Regions from separate parts of the Sus scrofa genome. Here region 1 is linked to region 2. A link is a contact called in public HiChIP or PLAC-seq data. All regions are on one chromosome and are shown on one strand. The core of a region is the stretch at or near the end of the contact, and the rest is flanking DNA. Distances in the headings are between cores, read along the strand shown. Region 1 holds the start of HADH (hydroxyacyl-CoA dehydrogenase). Region 2 holds the start of SEC24B (protein transport protein Sec24B).

What was found. HiChIP or PLAC-seq counts read pairs in DNA pulled down with a chosen protein or histone mark.
Region 1: an H3K27ac HiChIP or PLAC-seq map of skeletal muscle shows a contact between it and region 2, with 2.8 times the contacts expected there. The contact joins the promoter of HADH here to the promoter of SEC24B in region 2. A contact is called at or near these places in 2 of 2 datasets of contacts at active chromatin or transcription factors (alveolar macrophages and skeletal muscle).

The regions. Positions count from the first base shown.
Region 1 is chr8:114,004,131-114,006,830 of Sscrofa11.1, reverse strand. It overlaps HADH (hydroxyacyl-CoA dehydrogenase), which reads left to right and starts at 1,321. Exons shown (of 8, transcript NM_214331.1): 1 at 1,321-1,559. The coding sequence starts at 1,428.
Region 2 is chr8:112,761,561-112,764,260 of Sscrofa11.1, reverse strand. SEC24B (protein transport protein Sec24B) reads left to right here and starts at 1,391. Exons shown (of 23, transcript XM_021101681.1): 1 at 1,391-1,700. The coding sequence starts at 1,574.

The DNA of each region.
Region 1 (2,700 bases), core at 72-2,571, 1.2 Mb before region 2:
TCCTGCTGTGGCACAGTGGGTTAATAATCTGATTGCAGTGGCTTGGGTTGCTGCAGAGGTGCACCTCTGATCCTCTCTGTGTACTGGGTTAAAGGATCCGGCTTCACCACAGCTGGAGCTGCAGCAGGGATTCCATCACTAGCCAGGGAACTTCCATATGCCCCAGGTACCACCATAAAAGAAAGAAAGGGAAAAAAAAGAGATCAAAGCAAAGGAATGGTGAACATAGTATTTACTATGAAAGTTACTTCCAACAGGAGGATGCTGACTTTGGATGGTGAGTCTGTGGGTCCTTATTACATATTCAAAAATAATATAAAAATAATACAAATTCTGTGTTACTAGGTGTTCCCACTGTGGCTCAGCAGGTTAAGAATCTGAATAGTATCCACAAGGATGTGGTTTGATCCCTGGCCTCCCTCAGTGAATTAGGGATCTGGCATTGCACAAGCTGCGAAGTAGGTCGCAGATGCAGCTCAGATCCTCTTGCTGTGCCTGAGGTGCAGGCCAGGACCTGCAGCTCTGATTTGACCGGCAGCCCAAGAACTTCCATATTCCGCAGGTGCGGCCCTAAAACAATAAATAAATTAATTAAAAAATTCTTCATTATTAAAGTACAGTAACTAGGAATTATTCACAGGAGGGGGACTACTGGCCTAATTACTATCAAGTCTTCCAGTACTTTGAAAGACTTTCCTTTCCATTTTTATCTCCACAGAGGTTTCTCTTTGATCTTACCATTCACACATTCAGGACTTGTAAAGTGGAAATGGGCAATATCAACTCTCTTTCTCTGACCCCGATCTCTGCATTGGAATTCATGGGTTACTAGACATTTGCTTTGCGTCCGAGCAGTTCGTTTCCTTCCGTTTTATCAGGAACAATGTACACAAGGCCGAAATAATTCCTAGATTTGGTTATTTGATGACGTGAACTGAAGGTGCTCATTTGGGAGTCTCTTATCATCAAAACCGAAATAACACGTATTTATTCAGGGTCGAGTTATGCACTAGCATCCTAAGCGAGGATTTAACAAAACAACACCGCATCCTCCCCCTTATAAGGCCGCCCTCCGCTTTGGGCCTGCGCGGGGATGGGCGCGCTAACTGCCCCTCCTCTTCCCTCTGACTGCGGAGGGACAGCCCGGCCAGCGAGCTCAGCAGCGCAACGCTGTGGCCGTGCCCGCCCACTTGGGCGGAGACGCCGCGCTCCGACGTTCGAACGCGGCCCCTGGGGTCTCCACCAATGAGAAAAGCGAATCGCGAGGCTCCGCCCTGTCGTCGGAGACGCACAGCCACGCCCAGGGCGCGCGGACCTTGGGTTTCCTGGGTGTCCAAGCCCAGGGGTCGTCTTGCTACTCTTGCCTCAGCCGCCTGCGGTTACCTTCTCCGCCCGGTCTTGTTGCTGTCGCCGCCTTCGTCTGCACCATGGCTTTCGCAACCAGGCAGCTCGTGCGCTCCTTGTCCTCCTCGTCCACCGCCGCGGCCTCGGCGAAGAAAATCCTCGTCAAGCACGTGACGGTCATCGGCGGCGGGCTGATGGGCGCAGGCATTGCCCAGGTGGGCCGCCCGGCGGGCAGCGCTCTCCGCTCGCCTTGCTGCCTACGCTAACCTGAGAGCTCTGGCGGGCCGCGACCCGGCGGGGTGTAGCTCCGAGAGACCTGGAGAATTTCCCCTCCTCCCCTGTCCCCCTGCCCGTGTAGTTGAAATGCCTAGACCCGTGAGTCTGCACTCCCTCAAAGATCTGGTGTCTTTTGGCCGAGCCTCCGTTTCCGAGGGTGTGCGTCCCGAGACCTGGACTGCGATCGGGTTTAATTTTTATCGGTGGTTTTTTTTTTTTTTTTTAAATAATTCTGCAGTTATTGTCAGAGTAGTTTTCTGCTCTTCGAAATGGTCTTCTTCCGAGTGTTTCCTATGCTTGCTGGATTACAAAGGTTAATAGTAGTCAGCACTTTTGTAGCATTTTGTAAAAGTTATCTTATCGGAGCTTGTGAGGCCCTGGGACGCCACCAGCTGCTGCTGCGCGGGGCCTCTTTGACCTAATGCCCTCTGGTGCTGGGGAGAGTGGGAGCGGGAGGTAGAGGGGCCAAGGGCTCTGAAGGGGTAGCTCATTAATCTCGCTGTGGATCTTCAGGACTCTGCCCTGTTCCACCTGAGCTGTGATTCAGGGACAGTTGTGCAGTTATTATCTAGATACTGTGGTACTTGTACTTTATTGATTTTTAGCGGTTACATTCCAGGTTGTATTGGGGAACCGTGATTTTCATAGCCTAGCTGATTATCTTCTTAGCATTTCAGCCCTTGCTACTAGTATTGTTGGACAGGGGAGGCATTGATCTAGTTTTTTTGGGGGGGAAGTACCTTCAGTGGCTTCAATTTTGAAAAAGATTAATTTTTCTTAGTTCTATTTCCAACCAAGTCCTTGCTTCTGTGCTTGCTTTTTAGAAAAATCTTTTATTGTCATTATGTATCTTAATTTTTCCCACCCTGCAGGTTGTTATTTTTTTTTAAACAACTATTAATTTGGTTGCTTTTTCTCCTAAAATCTGTTTTTCATTAATGTTTTATCCTTCTGACAGGCTCCCATTTCTTTTCAGATCATGTTTTGGGACTCTTTTTATTGTGTACATGTTCTGAATGCTGGGTTATGGTGTCCTCATAATCTTTATTATTTGTGAAAGGGAGGAGTAAGTCTCTTTAA
Region 2 (2,700 bases), core at 142-2,641:
TAAAAATTCAAGCAGTTTTTATTAATGGGATATTGCTTTCCAGGACAGGACTGTCTTCTGTGCACAATATAATTTTCTCTAAAGATTCTAAAAATTTACATTTAAAAACATCATTGGTTTTTAAAACCTACGAATTTAGCTTAAGGTATTTTTCACATGCAGGAACTAGTATATTTTAGCTTCTGGTTATGATAATGTAAACTATTGTTTAAGTTGCTTATCCGTGTATAAAATGAAAAGGAAAAATTAACCAGAATTATGGAAATAAGAGTAAAGACAAATTTTAAAAAGTCCAAATCCAGCTACTGAAATCCTGTTTGTAATTCATTTGGTGTATCGAACACAAAGTATCATTAATTCATGGCCACAACTAAAGTGAAGCTTTGCATTTTTCTCGGGCTATAGGGCATTTTATGCTTGGCATAATCATTCAGTAATTAGCCTTGTCACTCCAGAAATATCTTGCTGGAACCCATTCGGAATTTGCTGTTTTTGAACAATTTCATTTCTAATACAGAATGATTGTGGCACACTCGGGATTCCGAACGATGGCAAAATGACTTGAGTGATGAACTCCAGGGCTTGCTTGCCACTTAGCATGCTGGGACAGACCGGAGATTCAAAGATTTCATCAAGGTAGACAAAGCAAGCTGAATTCCTGCTTCGGATGCTACAGCTCCTCTTTTCAATCCTAACAGGATGAGCCAACCCCTTGCAAAAAATCATGAGGCAGATAAAGTTTGCCCTTCAGTTTCTCTTACTCTAGTACCCCCTTTCCCGGTTTAAGTCAGTGATTTTAAGTAAATTCCTCTTCCTTTGCCCGGGATTGTAATTCCCCACGGACGAGAAGCTGGAATGCCTATTTCCTTTGGAATTTAACCTTAAGGGAGAAAAAGGAAATTAAAAAAAAAAAAAAAGAAAAACCCTCAGGATTAAAATAAGTACAAAGCCAAACCCAGGGTTCCTCTTCCGAGGAATGGTGAGTGGGGTCAGTCCAGCCCGGCGTTGCCCGGGGCTCCGGATGTCACCCCGCAGCTCCCAAACCCCTCTCCCGGCACTGCCCCATCCCGGCCCGCAGCGCTCCAGCCTCCACCCCACGTGAAAGTGGGCCCAGAGCCCCTACTATCCGGATCCATCCCTCTCGCCGGGAGGCCTCAGCAGCTCCGCCGGGCCCGGAGGTTGTAGGGCTGGCCGGCAGGCCGCCGCCCCGGGCCCTGCCTCCGGCCTGGGCGCGCCGGGCTCCGCCTGCAGGGGGCGCTGCGGCGCTCGCCGCCCGCGCTTGCGGTGAGCGACCCGGGGTGGGAGTCCCGCGGTTCCCGGCTCGGGGCGGCGGCAGGGCAGGGCAGGGCAGAGCAGGGCAGGACAGGGCAGGGCCGGGCGGAGCGGACCGGGGTCCCGGCACCCGCGGCGGCGAGCTGAGCTCCGGGGTGGAGCGCGGCACTCCCGCCGCGGTCCCGGGTGACTCCCTCGGTGACGCCGCGCGCGTTCCTTCCTCTTCCTCTCCGGCCCCGCCTTCCTTTCCCTCCGCCCACCTCCCCGAAGCAGAGCCGCGGCCGCCGCCAGTAGCGCCGTCATGTCGGCTCCTGCCGGGTCTCCTCATCCGGCCGCCAGCGCCCGGATCCCTCCCAAGCTTGGCGGAGCCGCCGCCCCAGGAGCCGCCGCGCCCGCGGTCCCGGGCTTGGGGCCGCACCAGCAGAACGGTGAGGCGGGCAGCCGGGGCGGAGCGCGGGGCCTAGTGCCGGCCCGGCAGCCTGCGCGGCCCGACCGGGCGGGGCGGTGGCGGGGCTGGTGGGAAGGGGGGCTGTAAGGGTCGGGGGAGGGGGGCTGCAGGGTTCGGGCGTGGGGGGAGGGGCGCCCCGGCGGGGGTTCAGACCTGGGGAATCGGGGCCCTGGGCTGTTACGGTAGTGTGACCCCAGGCACGAAACCGCCCGGATAAGTAGGGGCCCTAGAAAAGGGGGAGCCCAGATACCCTGTGAAATCCGTGTTATGCAGCTTGGGCGCAGGAGAGTTACCCCCAAGCGACCCCTTCTCCGAGAGACCCGGCCTTGCCGAGGCCGCAGAGTGCGTGGTCCGGAGAAGGCTGGTGTAGCCATGGAGCAGGGTGGTTGGTGCCCTTCTTGTCTCGGGAAGACTGCACCGATTCTGAGGCCCAGCGAGCACGCTGCCTGGAAGGGAACTTAACTTAGTGTTCAAGTTTGTAGACAAAGGGTGTTAATGTGCAACGTAAGTGTAACCGTAACCCTGACCTAGTTTGGCCTCAAGATCTGTCCAATGCTGCTGCGGCGGCTGCTCAAATGTTTGGAGTTTGTCGTGTTTGAAGGAGGCAGGTGTCAAACGGATTTAAACGAATACTTTTAGATCTGGCAGGTTCCCCACTCCACCCCACCCCCAGCTGCACTTTCATAAATCCAAAAAACGTGACAGAGTTGGTCCTGTTTGAGGCAGGGCCTTCCCAACGGCAGCAGCCAGTGCAACGGGAAAGCTGCTTTGGTGCTAAGGTCATGGGCTTTTGGTATGCAGGAGTTTCAGCTGAAAAATGATCAGCTCTAGGATATCCATTCCCTAATCTTGAGATTTGGAATGTTCCTGGATGCGGCCGGGGAGGTGGGGAGGGCTCTCTTTATAGACGATAGTGTTTCAGAGGAGAACTGTGGAAAGTAATTGAATAATGACTGCGTTTGTAAGAGAACAGTCTGCAG